3 separate regions of the Macaca mulatta genome follow, and all the other regions are linked to region 2. A link is a contact called in public Hi-C data. All regions are on one chromosome and are shown on one strand. The core of a region is the stretch at or near the end of the contact, and the rest is flanking DNA. Distances in the headings are between cores, read along the strand shown.

Region 1 (4,619 bases), core at 1,980-4,479, 120 kb before region 2:
ATTAGAATCTGCATGTTAACAAGATACCCAGTTGCTATGAATGCTCATTTATGTCTGAGAAGCATTGTGCTAAAGAAACTCTAGAACATGCACCAGGAGAAATGATCAAGAATGTTCATAACAGCACTGATGGTAATAGCAAAGAACTAGAAACAGCACAAATATCCACTCAGTAGAGAATGGATAAATAAATCATGTCGGAAACACTAGTTACAGAAAGATATATATAGTTTGATACCATTTTTATGAGACTCAAAAACAAGCAAAAGTAAATAATATGTTGCTAGGCATCCATCCATATATGTATATGTGATCAATTCTAGAAGAAACGAGGGAATGATAAACACAATTCAAGGTAACGCTTATGGAGGGGAGAGGTAAAGGAAGGAGCAGACAGTGATCTTCACTAACAGGAAAGATTCTATTTCTTTTTTTGTAGTTTAGAATGTATTTTATTTTTAGACAACCTACATGATGTGTTTTTCCGTAGGTTCTATTTCTTAAAGTTGAGTGGTAGGTTCAAGAGTTTTTGTTATATTATTATGTGATGTATGTATTTGTTTTGTTTTGTTTTGAGATGGAGTCTTGCTCTGTTGCCCAGGCTGGAGTGCAGTGGCACAATCTCAGCTCACCGCAACCTCCTCTGCCTCCCACATTCAAGAAATTCTCCTGCGTCAGCCTCCCAATTAGCTAGGACGACAGGCACGTGCCACCATTCCTGGCTAATTTTTGTATTTTTAGTAGAGATGGGGTTTCACTATGTTGGCCAGGCTGGCCTTGAACGCCTGACCTCGTCACCCACCTCCGCCTCCCAACGTGCTGGGATTACAGGCATGAGCCACCGTGCCCAGCCTTATGTATTTGTTTTTATTCATATGTTCATTATTCTTCCATGTAACACAGTTTTAACAGCTTTATTATGGTATACTTTACATACCATAAAATTCACTTGTCTTAAGTGTATACTTCAAAGATTTTTGAATTATGCAATCATTGCCACAAACTGGCAAGAGGAAACTTTCATCACCACACACACAAAAAATCTCTCTTGCCTCTGCAATCACTACCCCTTCCACCTCTAGCCCCAGGCTAATTTGTTTTCTAATTCTAACCTTATTAATTAATAATACTAATATAATCTTATGTAATTAATATAAACTAAAACTATCTGTTTTTCATCTCTATAAATCAACATTTTCTGGACATTTAATTGAAATGGAATCATGTAATATGTGACTTTTTGTGCTTGCATTCTTTTACTTAGCATAATATTTTTTTCACATTCATCCATGTCATAGCAATTATTGCTAATTCAGTCATTTTTAAGGATGAATAATATTTCAGTATATGGATGTACCACATTTTGTTTATTCACCTGTTACTGGACATCTGGGCTATTTCTAGAATAGCTATTATGCTGTTATGATTATTCCTATACAAGTCTTTGTGTGAACACTGTTGTCATTTCTCTTACATAGCTATCCAGGAGTGGAATTGGTGGGTCATAACTGGTCATTTTTAAATTAAAAAAAAGAGAAGAAATGGGGTCTTTGTTGCTTTCAAACTCTAATAAAAGAATTAACTAGGGAATAGATGGTGTATTTCTTTCCAGATGCTGGAATGAAAGATAAGGACACATACTGAATATAGAAGCAAGAATCCATTGAGATAAAAAGACGGTAAAGGAAAATAAACTAGTTATCTTCTGAGGAGCAGGTATAGTTAAAAAGGAAATCAGGGGGAAGAAAGTTGTACAGCAGCACCTTGGAAGGGAGATGATTCACTTCAAAGGTACAACTGCCACTGCTTTTTATACAAACACATGCTTGTGGGATTATCAAATACATTGATAATGTCTATAAACATTTTTAAGGAAATGTAAAAACTTGAAATTCTTTTGACTAGTCTAGATTTTCTGATAAAGATAACTATTTAGGCCGGGCCCAGTGACTCATGCCTGTAATCCTAGGACTTTGGGAGGCTGAGATGGGAAGATCGCCGCTTGAGACCAGGACTTTGAGACCAGCCTGGCAACATCTTGAACTTCTGAGATCCCATCTTGAACTTCTGAGCTGAAGCCATTTGCCTGCCTCAGCCTCCCAAAGTGCTGGAATTATGGGCATGAGCCACCACGCCTGGCCCAAGAGACCCTATCTCTGCCAAACAAACAAACAGAAAAGATAATAAGATTTATTGTTTGTAGTGATTTTGTGTGTGTATGTGTGTAGGTGTGTAATACATAAAATGGCAAATGAGAAGAAAAAGTGTTTGGGTCATATTAAACAATGAAGTTGTGAAATACCTGAGATTTTGTTTCATAACCACTAATCTTCAATGTTGAGGATTTAAAATGTATTTGTTCTAGTTTTTTTCTCTGTAATTCCTTAGACATCTGTGCAGATTTTCATTCCCATGTAAGAAGCAGTAACAGTCTAATGTCATCCTGGACATTTCCAGAAATTGGTTTCCTAGTTGCTCTGAGGAAGATTGCCTTTTAAAAGAAAGTTCTGATCTTTTCTTTACCAGTTCTACTTGACCCGAATTTGACATTTCTTCAAGAGACAAGTAAATCAAGATCATATGTCTGTGACATGTATTGTGTATGTTAGTTAGCTGCATCTGACAGCATCTGTAAAAAGAAAGATGGTAACATGTTTATTTTAGACATTAGGTAATGTTCATCTTTCATGAAAAAAATTGATTAGCCAATTTTGGTAATCAAAAACACTAAATGGGAGTAAAAAAAAAAGGCAGTCATTGGAAAGTACTGCTGTATGGACTTGTGAAACAACTAGTTGTCCAGAGCCTTGCTACAACATATAGATATATTCTATTTTCTGTACTTCAGGCGGTTGCATTACAAATGAAGAAGAGGAATGTTTTCTACCTCATCCCTCAGGTCCTACTGCAACATAACTTTCTTGAGGTAAGTACCTTTCCTTTGTGTTTCCTTAACACTCTCTATTTCCCCCATCACATACACTAAAAAGATTATCTCTGGTGCATCCGTATTTACACAGCAGTGTTAAATTTGGGCTGCCCTCTGCCCCGCCTCCATCCCCCAGGCTCTTTTCCCTCCTCGCGGGGTCCCCAACCTTAGGCTTTAGCTCAGGCCCCGCCCTACTCCCCGGTTGGCTGTTGGGTGGGAGGCTCGTTTCTTCCCTCCCTATTGGTCGCCCAGGGGGAGGCGCGTCTCCCATCTTCTGATAGGTCGCGCCGCGGAGAGTCTCTCGGGTTTGCGGCGCAGCTGTCATTTCCGGGGTAAGATGGCTGCAGTCCGTATGCTGAGAACCTGGAGCAGGAATGCGGGGAAGCTGGTAAGCGGGTTTGGGCAGATCTGAGGCCGGGAAGGAGTGATTTGTCCGGAGTCATCCAGGAGTGGTGTGTTTCTTTCTCCTCCGGTGCCAGGCGTCCAGGGCACGCGTGATGGAGAGGTGAAGGGATGCATGCAAAATAAAGGGCAGAGAACGGAGCGAGTCGACTAGTCTGGAGTGGAGACCCACTCCCTCCCCTTACCTGGAAGCGCTTCTGCAGCGACTCAGCCGTCCTCCTGCTTCATCTGTACACCGAGGCCCAGCTGGCGTTTCATTGAGCCCCTTCCAGATGCCAGGCATTGGTGATAGGCGCTGTGGATCCAGAGATATATTCGTTTAGCATTTATTGCGTACCCACAGTATGCCAAACACTGGTAACACGACCCCTGCCCTCAAGGAATTTACAATGTGTAGAGGAAGAGGCCGTTCAAGTTATAGAATATCACCAGGGGGCCCTGCTTCCGAATAACTGAGCGGCTTGTGTTTCACTCTTTTGGCTTGTACTTCTACGTCCGCACCACATACCATTCCTACCCTTTTGTCACCAAGGCTGTGACCCACCACCGTCTCCCCTGCACTTCCCTCTCTTTCTCCCAGTCTTAGCACCAAGCACTGACACATCCCGGTAATGATATTATTTCACCCTATTTGCTTAGTGTTTCTTCTTCCTGCCCCCTCTCCCTTTCCCTAGATGTTCCTGCCTTGGTGACCCCGATCTTACAAAAACTTTCAAGAGCCTGCTATGTACCAGGTACTGTGTTAGGCACTGGAGATACAAATATGAAATAGACATCATATCTTCCTTCTCAAGAGATTACAACCTTGTGGTGGAGGACAAAGGAGAGGGAGACAGATATTAAGAAATTACAAGCCAGCATGAGAAGTACTGTGATGGAACAAGTGCCTAGAACTACAGGAACACACAGGAGTAGACACCTATGGCGGACTTGGGGGTCAGAGGAGTTCCCAGAGGATACTGTATGACTTGAGATTTAAGAAGGATAAGTAAGAGATAACCAGGAGAAGAGAGCTCTTCTCAGCAACACTTACATATATTGGTCTCTCTTCTTTCTAGAGCTTTCCATTCTTGTTTTCTGTGACACCAGTCTCCCAATATTATTCTTTCTTCATATTTGGCCACTTCATCCTAATATCCTCTTTCCCTACCCACCTTTTAAATATTGCTCTTTCTAAAGGGCTCTGACTTTGGCCCTCTGCACTTTTCCCACTTTCTGGGTTATCCCATCCACTCTTTGGATATAGTTACCATCTATGCTGATGAGTTCAAAAGTTCCCCAGTCTTCC
Region 2 (4,555 bases), core at 1,594-4,093:
TTGAGTGAAATGTCATTATGTGCCACATGACTATATGAACTGGGAAAAAAGGAAAATTGGTAATATTGGCAATTCTACCCAATATTCCACATGAATCTGTATAAATAGGGATCGTATAACAGTTAAGAACACAGGCCAGCCAGACTGCCTAGGTATGATACCCAGCTCTATCTACCGGCTACGATCCCTATGACCTTAGTTAGGTAGGCTTACTGCCTCATCTGAAAGGTGAGAACAAAAATATGTCTTACCTCCTAAGGTTTGAACAAATTAAGTGAGCTAATAGTTAAAAAAACGAAACAAAACTGCCTAGCACAGTGCTGGCCATAAAGTAAGTGGCGACTAAGTGTCTGTTATTATTATTCTTTTAAAAATTTATTTCTGTTTGAACGTGACTCTCAGCATGTCTATGAAGCTATTCACACTGAATTTCATGGGAAAACTAATAAATTTTCATTTTTTTGGAAAATATTGTATATTCAATAAACTGTGTTATTATTTCTTCCTTATTGCTGGCTTTAAATCCTAACCTCCATGTAAAAGACTCTTCTAACCCCCAAAGCCTAACCATAGCATAGGGGAAAAAAAAGCACATTTAAAATTTATTAGTTGAATTTAGAAACAGGAATTCTGAATCTTGGCACTACTGATGTTTTGGGCTGGTGATTCTTTTGAGGGGGTGAGTGCAGGGGGTGTCCCGTGATTTGTAGGAGGTTTAGCAGCATTTCTGGTCTCTATCCATTAGATGTCAGTGATACTCTTCAGTTTGACAACCAAAATGTCTTCATTTTGCCAAGTGTCCACTGGGAACAAAATCAATCCCTGTCGAGAACCACTGCGTAAAAATGAGTTAAAGTGGTGTCATCACAGCTACATATGACACTTAGAAAAAAAGATGGAAACACAACATTCAGTTATAAATTACAGATTCAGGAGGATAGCCACAATTTAAAACCAGATAGTAGTCATGAAAAGTGTTTCCACTTGATGTTTTGCAGTCTCTCTTCAAGGGGCTAACGACGATATGTCGTTCCTCTCTAGGAATACTGATCGGCTTGTAAGGATTTATTCGTATTCTACTATCATCACCATTTGTATTCGTCTTCCATATATCTGGATAAGGTGGAGTCTAAATCATTCTCCTATCATAACTCTCCTTCTTCAACAACGGATGTTTGCCAGTCCCCTCAAGACCAGTTAATACGACTATGGGCATAATTCAGAGTTCCCACAGCAAGTCACGTCTCCCATATTCCATAACAAGAATGTCCTTTTTTCAGTATGCTTCACTTTTGGTAAATGCCAGTCAAAACAAAATAGGAAGTAGGCTATAACTACGATAGGGAGTGGCAGATGAAGGGGGTCAGGGGACTGATCTGCACTGGATATTGTCTAGAAGAATAAACTCCTTAAGAAATAAAATAATGCAAATAATACTGGACATTCAGAAGCATGAAATCAGATGCTGATCGCTTTGGTTTATTCTTTATAGTTCTATTAGACATGCTCTCTTCCTATCAGCATTTTGCTCCTCTGGTTTTTATTTTCCCATCTCACATATATCCTAAAGTAATATACATACATACAAATATACAGTGTTATAGTACATTTATATGCATAACTATTATCAAACAAAATTGTATGCTTTGTTTTCAGTTGTAAAAGGTCAATTCGTATATATTTAAAAATCTTTCCTTCCTATTCCAGCAAAGTTGCATTCTTAAAAACTGTAAGTCGAAAAAAACATGTTTTTTTTTCTTTTTTGAGATTCAGTCTGGCTGTCACCCAGGCTGGAATGCAGTGGCGTGATCTTGGCTTATTGCCACCTCCACCTCCTGGGTTCAAGTGATTCTCCTGCCTCGGCCTCCCGAGTAGCTGGGGTTACAGGCGCGCGCCACCACGCCCAGCTGATCTTATTTTTAGTAGAGAGAGAAATGTCACCGTGTTGGCCAGGCTGGTCTCGAGCTCCTGACCTCAAGTCATCCGCCCGCCTCGGCCTTCCTAAGTGCTGAGATTACAGGCGTGAGCCTCCGCGCCGGGCCTCAAGTCTAAATTTTTAAAAGAAAGTTTTTTCCAACCGCATTCACGAGAAGTGCTTCTCTTTCACGAAATAACAATTAGAACACAACTAGTGAAACCTTCGGGACTTCAATCACTGCTTTTTCTAAACTACCACTTTCCAGCAGGGAGACGGAGCGGTAGCTTGGGGTAAAATTAAAACCTAGCATTACCATGAGTTAAGATCAAGATAAATGGGTCGCTGCCGGCGCTTTGCTTGGTAAACTAAAACATTTCTCATCACTAGAACTCATAATCGGTCGGCAAGGAGGGCAAAACTGGGTTTACTAAAGTGAAAGCTGGAGGATCCGGGGGACACAAGCAGAAACCTGTCAAAGAGGGGAGGGGCCGGGTTCCAGCACCGACAGGACCAGGATACTTATTTCCGACTCTGGAGAGAGTAAGGCGATACCACACCTCCGCGGCTCCAGCGTGTTCACCACAAAATCTTTTCCCTGCGGCCACCACCATCCTGCAGAACCGTTTCTTCTTTTCCACATAGTAACCGCATCTACCCTCAGCTGGAAAACCAGTCGCGTGCGGCGACGACGCGGAGGTCGCCATAATTCAGGGCTGACTTTGGTTGTCCAGCACCCGGCAACCAGAAGAAAAGTTGTCAGCTTCCTTCGGGTCCCCTTCCCTTAACAAACATGGCTGCCTCAGCTCCCGCCACACAAGTTAATGCCCGGAACTACCACAACCGTCTTCCCCTTATCCTCCACAGAACCGGAAGAATCCGATGGTGGCTGGCGAGGGCCAAGTCTCTTACGTCTTTCCCTCGTTTCACTCTCCCCGCCTCCTCCGCAGAAGCCGAGCGCCAAACTCAAACTCTATCAGGACCCGGACGCCTCTCGGGCTAGGTCCGAGGGCCGGGCCTGTTGGGCTTTTCCGCACACCAGCCGGGACAGCGAGCCAACATGAGCCAAGTTCTGTTCCACCAACTAGTCCCGTTGCAGGTGAAATGCAAAGACTGCGAGGAGAGGTAAGGAGCGCGTCATCCAGTGCCCGCGGGTGGCGGTTGGGGTCAGGCCAATGGGGAAAGATGGCGGTTCCGGCCAGTGGGCTCCGCCTTGCACCTAGGTGTCGAGTCGGCCCCCCTAGGAAGCGGATAGGGAACCCAGAGGGCCCAGTGGTTACCTCTCTCGCCAAGTCGGCCGTTGCAGAGGGGTCTGGAGGAGGGCTGTGAGGAAATAGGAAGCCGGCACACATCAAATTAATGTCAAAAACCCTAGCTGTGGACGGAATCGTGAAGATTATAGCCCTACTCTTCCCTTTTGACAGATAAGAACTCTGGCCCAGAGAAGTTAAAAAAAAATTACGTGAGGGCTCACAGCCAATTCATGGCAGGGTCAGCGCTAGAACTCAGGCCTTGGCTCGGAGCCTTTTCTCCCCGTTCTCTTTTGAGAGTATGTTGGCAGTAAGATTCAACTTTTAAAAACCTACCAATTTGGTGGCGTACTTTGGCTCTTCACATCAGTTGCTTTAAAAAAAAGTAAATTACATTTAACCGACTAACAATGAGAAAATCAGAAACGTCATTAATTAATTCATTCAGTAAATATTGGCTCCTTGTAAAACACCTTGCTGGGCACTGGGAATACAGTGGTCAGGAAAAACAGTCCTGTTTTTCATGGAGTTTACAATCACTGGAGGAAATAAAGACCAGTCGCACAGAGAAGTTCAACTTTGATTAAGAAGGTGGTTTTGTTGGGGCGTAAATAGAGTTGACCAGAGGTCAGGAGGCTTAATTTTTTTTCTCAGTTCCAACACTCAATAGTTGTCTCTTTTTTCTTTGAACGTTCTTTCCTCATTTGTAAAACTGATATAACGTGCGTATTCACGTGTTTGTAATGAGGATCAGGTGTGAAATCGTATGTGAAAACTAAGTGGTGTATAAATGTAACATAAAAAATGAAATGAAGACATTGCCTTATTGAGTTGCTGGTAATGTCAAACTGTGGTACATATAGTTCAGAATTCGGTCAAAAATCAGTGGCAAGCCGGTCGAGGAGATGGTACCAAAACCAGCAGCTGCATATGGAGATCTGTAGGTTTAGTTGATCATTCTTTTAATGCTGTCCAGTATGGTAACCACTAGCCACATGTGGTTATTAGACACTTGAAATGGGGCTTATCTGAATTGTTGTGCTTTACGTTTGAAAATGCACGTTGGATTTTTAAGACTTACTATGAAAAAAGAATGTAAAATATCTCAGTTTTTATATTATGTGTTAAATGGCAATATTTTTGGGTATATTAGGTTAAATACAATGTATTATTAACAGTAATAATGTATTGTTATACTATTATATATTAGTATATAGTATATACTAATTCACTGCTTTTAAAAGTTTTTTTTAAAATGTGACTTCTAGAAAATTTAAAAGTAGGCTAGGTGTGGTGGCTCCCACCTGTGGTCCCAGCACTTTTAGGAGGCCAAGGCGGGAGGATTGCTTGAGCCTAAGCTTGAGGTTACAGTGAGCTGTGATTGCGCCAC
Region 3 (4,765 bases), core at 1,419-3,918, 95 kb after region 2:
TTCAGTCTGGGCACGGTGGCTCACACCTGTAATCCCTGCACTTTGGGAGGCCTAGGTGGGTAAATCATGAGGTCAGGAGTTCAAGACCAGCCTGGCCAATATGGTGAAACCCCATCTCTACTGAAAATGTAAAAAATTAGCCAGGTGTGGTGGCACGTGCCTGTAGTCCCAGCTACTCAGAAGGCTGAGGCAGGAGAATCACTTGAACCCAAGAGGCGGAGGTTACAGTAAGATGAGATTGTGCCACTGCACTCCTCCAGCCTGGGCAACAGAGTGAGACTCCGTCTCAAAAAAAAAAAAAGTTCATAATAGCAGTCTGACCTGTTGTAAGTAGGGAGGTAGACAAGCAACTACCACTTTACAATAATTTCTATGATTGCAATAGTTGTATTTTTTAAATTTAAAGCTGGGATGGATTAAAATACAAATAATGCAAAATATTCCTCTGACATTTATTGAAATATATCCTCTAATTATGTATATGAATAAACAAAATTACAATAAAAATTCATGTATGAATGTGCTAGTACAAAACATAAGTGTTTTTATCACTTTAAAATTCACATACTAGGCCCTGTGGGATTCAAACATAAAAAACAAAGCCCCTATTCTAAAGGAATGCCCAGTGCTCTTAGAATAGATAATGAAATATTAAGTGTATAAAGATGAGAATGATAATAGCCCCATGTTCACAGCCCTCAAGGAAAGTCTTCCCTTGTTCTATGTGAAACCTACTGCTGGTGCAAACATTTTATTTTGTGTCCCAAAGCAGGCTAAGAATTAATTACAACCTTAATAACAGGACAAGAAAGTTCAAAAACAATCCTTTCCAAAACTCACAGGATTTGGAAAGAGAGCATCTGCTGTAAAGTAAATCAAATAAAACCCAAAAGAAAGGTAACAAAACTGAACTTTTCAAGGAAAAGGAAGCTGTGTTTCTTAATCAGAGTTTCCTTCTTACATTTTGCAAAAAATACTGATCTTAAATATCACTTGGTCTTACAAAATACAATCCTTCATTTTCACTATTTTGTAGATTTTATGAAGAATGTAAAATACTGTATCTTTCTAAAGGTTGACAAAGGCAACAGTATTTTTCTCCCCACATAGTTCTTAACTACTTGGTCAAAAGAACTATGACTCTTCATAACAGATCTAATTAATGTTTTAATTAATGAAGTTCAATAAAAAGAACCTAAGGAATTTCCAAGTTTGTTTTTTCAATAAATGTCAACGCTATAACATGTAATAAATGTTACAGTTAAACTAAAAATATATTCTGAAGTCATTACATATGTCCCAAGTTTTCTAAACTTTCGCATATTGACTGGGCCGTGTTCTGAAATGTCATACAATTTTGTTATGTTTTTCAGCTGAATTCAGCAAATCCTCAATGGTGGCCTACTTATATACATATTTAGTACTGTGCTAGCAGTTGATCAGGGCTCCAATAAGATATAAACAGAAATGGAATTAATGGAACCATTTCTGCACACTTCAGGTAAGTGAAACATATATATCACCTTTCCATTCTATTTCAGAACGCGGTATCAGCAGATGCAACAAAGACGACAGAGTGTAGCAACTGAGAAATGTTAGCATAAAAAGCATAGTTTTGGAGGTTTTTTTTGTTTTTTTTTCAATTAAAAATCCTACGTCCCCTGCTGGTTAACTACAGCACACTGCACAAAGTTTACTGTGATGACAACTGTTTCTAAAAAGCAAACCTTTCTTCCTTTCAAAGTGTCTTCCTCTGATCCCTAGGCCATGATTGATTCTAGTACTTTTAATCGTAGGGCACAGAGTGATGACTTTTCTTTGAAAAGTAGCGGGTTCGAATGTAGGCCCCAGGTGTCTGCCGTCACGCTTCCGACTCCGGGAAGAGAGGGAAGCCCACCTCCGGACAGGGTTTACTGTAAGCAGCCCAGAGCCGAAGCACCGACGCACAGACGTGGTAACAGAAAGCGAACGTACTACGGGGCCGCAGCGGGATCCCAGTGCCAGACGCTACCCGGTTAGCAACATATGGGAGAGCAGGGATGGTTCCCAGCCCCTTGACAGGCGCGGCGACGGCTCCGCGGGGCCTGGCGGGTGATGCGAGGCGAGGCTGCGGCGACAAGGGGCGCGGCGGTCGGGCGGGCCGCCGGGGGAGCCGCGGCGGAGGCGCACGTGGGGTTCGAGGCCGCAGGGCCTGCAGAGGCGGCCGGAGCAGAGGGCGGCAGGTGCGGGAGAGAAAGAGGACGGGCCCCGGACGCCACAGGCCCGAGGAGGGGAGGACGATTCCCGGAGCGGCGGCATGCAGGTCCGCGAGCCCGAGGCACCGGCACCGGGGACAGGGTGGGGGAAGGCGGGGGGACCGGGGCGCCTAGAGACGACAGTGTTGGGGTCTGAAGGAAAGACCGGATGGGGGCCCCGAGGGACGCTTGCCGGCGCGGAACTCAGCTCACCGTGCCTCCGTCCTTAATGATGATCTTCTTGGCCAGCATAATACTGCGGTTCGCGGCCCGTTTCTTCTTCTTCCCCTGGGTCATTTTACCATCCTCGATTCCGGGCGCTGCTGCAGCCACTCCCGGGGCGGCCGGCCCCAGCGGCTAGTGCCGTCCCACTACTACTGCCGGGCCGAGCCGCTCCTGGCGCCCGCCGCCATCTTGAGGGCCCGGCCTGCCTCCGGCGGCGCGTCACAATCGTGCGATCAGCCGACTAGCGCGCCCCGCCCCGTCCACGTGATGCCGCCCCGCCCGCTCGCCTGCCGGCCAGCTCTACAGTTGCGGAGCGGGTAGAGTAGCTGCGGCTGTGGGTGCTGCTGGCTACCTGTACAACTCCGTGCGTCGGCGTCACCAGCTAGCTAAATCCTCACAACGGTTCTGGGCGATAGGGGCCGTTACTGTCCCCCTTCTTCAGCGGATGAGGGAATTTGTTTCAAAAAGTTGTTACCTGCTCACGGAAACAGACGTCCTAAGCTATTAGCACAATCTCCAGCTGTGTTCTAATCTAGACAGGAACCGAAGGGAACAGTAAAAAAGAAATCATTTTCCATAAGTAATGGATAACTTAAAAGATAAAGATAAGGTAGTGTTTCAGAAACTGTCTTGTCCTTTTGGTGCTCAGGGACCCCCGCTAGAACTTAGCTCACGCTTGTTTACCTCCCTAGACCCGGGACCTTTTTTTATTCTCTACCAAAAAAAAAAAATATATATATATATATATATATATATATGTGACCGATGTCACACTGTGTAACCCTCTACGTTTTTACTGTATTGTTTAAAAATAAATAAATTTGATGGGAACATTGTTAGAGCAATTTACACAAGTGGAAGTGGACTTTAAAGTGTCACAATGTTAAAATTAGATATTGATAACTACCGTGTTGTATAATAGAATATCGTTTAAGAGCGAAACACAAGGGATAGGGATACAACGCATGCTCCCTCCTCTCAAATGGTTAGGGAGTAGCATGTATGGGTATGTATATATAGGTGGGGAAAAGAGAGGGACCAAGCAAAATGGCAAATGTTTAAAAGTACTGAAGCTAGGTATGTTAGTTCTAAGATATGTTCACAGATTCAATGATACTCCTCCCTGGAAGAGATGGACTCTAATTCCCCTCCCCTTGAGTGTAGACTAGGCTTCGTGGCTCTTGATAGATCAAAACAGAAGTGACAGTATTGACTTCAGAGTCTAGGTCATAAAAGGCACTGCCTCTTTGCAGGTCTCTTTTTCATTCATTTTGGGGCTTGGAGCCTGGGGAAGCCTGCTTCCATGTTTTCGGGACACTCAAGCAGCCTGTGGAGAGCCAGTTGTCCAGGAACTGTATGTAGCCTCCTACCAAATGCCACGGAGTGAGTCACTTTGGAAGTAGATCCTCCAACCTTGGTCAAGCCTTTAGCTGACTACAACTTCATGAGAGGCTTGGAGCTAGGACCACCCAGCTTAGCCACTCCTGGAATCCTGACTCAGAAACAGTGTAAGATGAAAGTACTTGGTGTAAGCCACTAAGCTTTGGGTTGTTACACAGCTATAAATTACTAACGTATAGGGTAAAAGGAAAAACAGAGTAAACGAATGTATGAGTTCTTTGTACTCTTTTTGCAACTTTTCTGTAAGTTTGAAATTATTTCCAAATAAAATGTTAAAAAGTAAATTTGATTGAATTTCCTGTTCCTTGTATTTTCATACTGACTGAAAATGGAAAAAAACTAATTTCCATGGAAGGGAGAAGAAAGGCACTTTATAGCCTGATAGACACTTCTAGTTATATTTTCCAGTCAATAAGTATATTTAGTATACTTGTTTTAAAACATGTATTCTCATGTTGAAACTGTTTTAAATTATTTATTTTTTGAGACAGAGTTTTGCTCTTGTCACCCAGGCTGCAGTGCAATAGTGCCATCTTGGCTTACTGCAACCTCCAGCTCCCAGGTTCAAGTGATTCTCCTGCCTTAGCCTCCCGAGTAGCTAGGATTACAGGTCCCCATTACCACACCTGGCTAATTTTTTTTTCTATTTTTAGTAGAGATGGAATTTCACCATGTTGGCCAGGCTTGAACTCCTGACCTCAGGTGATCTGCCCGCCTCAGCCTCCCAAAGTGCTGGGATTACAGGTGTGAGCCACCATGTGTGGCCTATTATTACTATTTTTTGAGACAGGGTCTTACTCTGTCACCCAGGCTGGAGTACAGTGGTGCCATCATGGCCCCCTGCAGCCTCGAATGCCTGGGCTCAAATGATCCTTCTGCCTTAGCCTCTCAAGTATGTGGGACTA

What was found. A called contact is a pair of places that touch in the nucleus more often than the background predicts.
Region 1: a contact with region 2 is called in a Hi-C map of liver, with 2.4 times the contacts expected there. The contact joins the promoter of DBT here to the promoter of SASS6 in region 2. A contact is called at or near these places in 3 of 14 Hi-C or Micro-C datasets (fetal cortex germinal zone, fetal cortical plate and liver).
Region 3: a contact with region 2 is called in a Hi-C map of fetal cortical plate, with 4 times the contacts expected there. The contact joins the promoter of MFSD14A here to the promoter of SASS6 in region 2. A contact is called at or near these places in 3 of 14 Hi-C or Micro-C datasets (cortical neurons, fetal cortical plate and liver).

Annotation. Positions count from the first base shown.
Region 1 is chr1:140,010,350-140,014,968 of T2T-MMU8v2.0, forward strand. It overlaps DBT (dihydrolipoamide branched chain transacylase E2), which reads left to right and starts at 3,230. Exons shown (of 11, transcript NM_001261277.1): 1 at 3,230-3,317. The coding sequence starts at 3,267.
Region 2 is chr1:140,127,971-140,132,525 of T2T-MMU8v2.0, forward strand. SASS6 (SAS-6 centriolar assembly protein) reads left to right here and starts at 2,844. Exons shown (of 17, transcript XM_077952476.1): 1 at 2,844-3,040. The coding sequence starts at 2,976. It overlaps TRMT13 (tRNA methyltransferase 13 homolog), which reads right to left and starts at 2,628. Exons shown (of 11, transcript NM_001266714.1): 1 at 2,476-2,628. The coding sequence starts at 2,622.
Region 3 is chr1:140,223,617-140,228,381 of T2T-MMU8v2.0, forward strand. MFSD14A (major facilitator superfamily domain containing 14A) reads right to left here and starts at 2,669. Exons shown (of 12, transcript XM_001106724.5): 1 at 2,448-2,669. The coding sequence starts at 2,531. SLC35A3 (solute carrier family 35 member A3) reads right to left here. Exons shown (of 8, transcript XM_077952501.1): 8 at 2,949-2,991. The coding sequence ends at 2,964.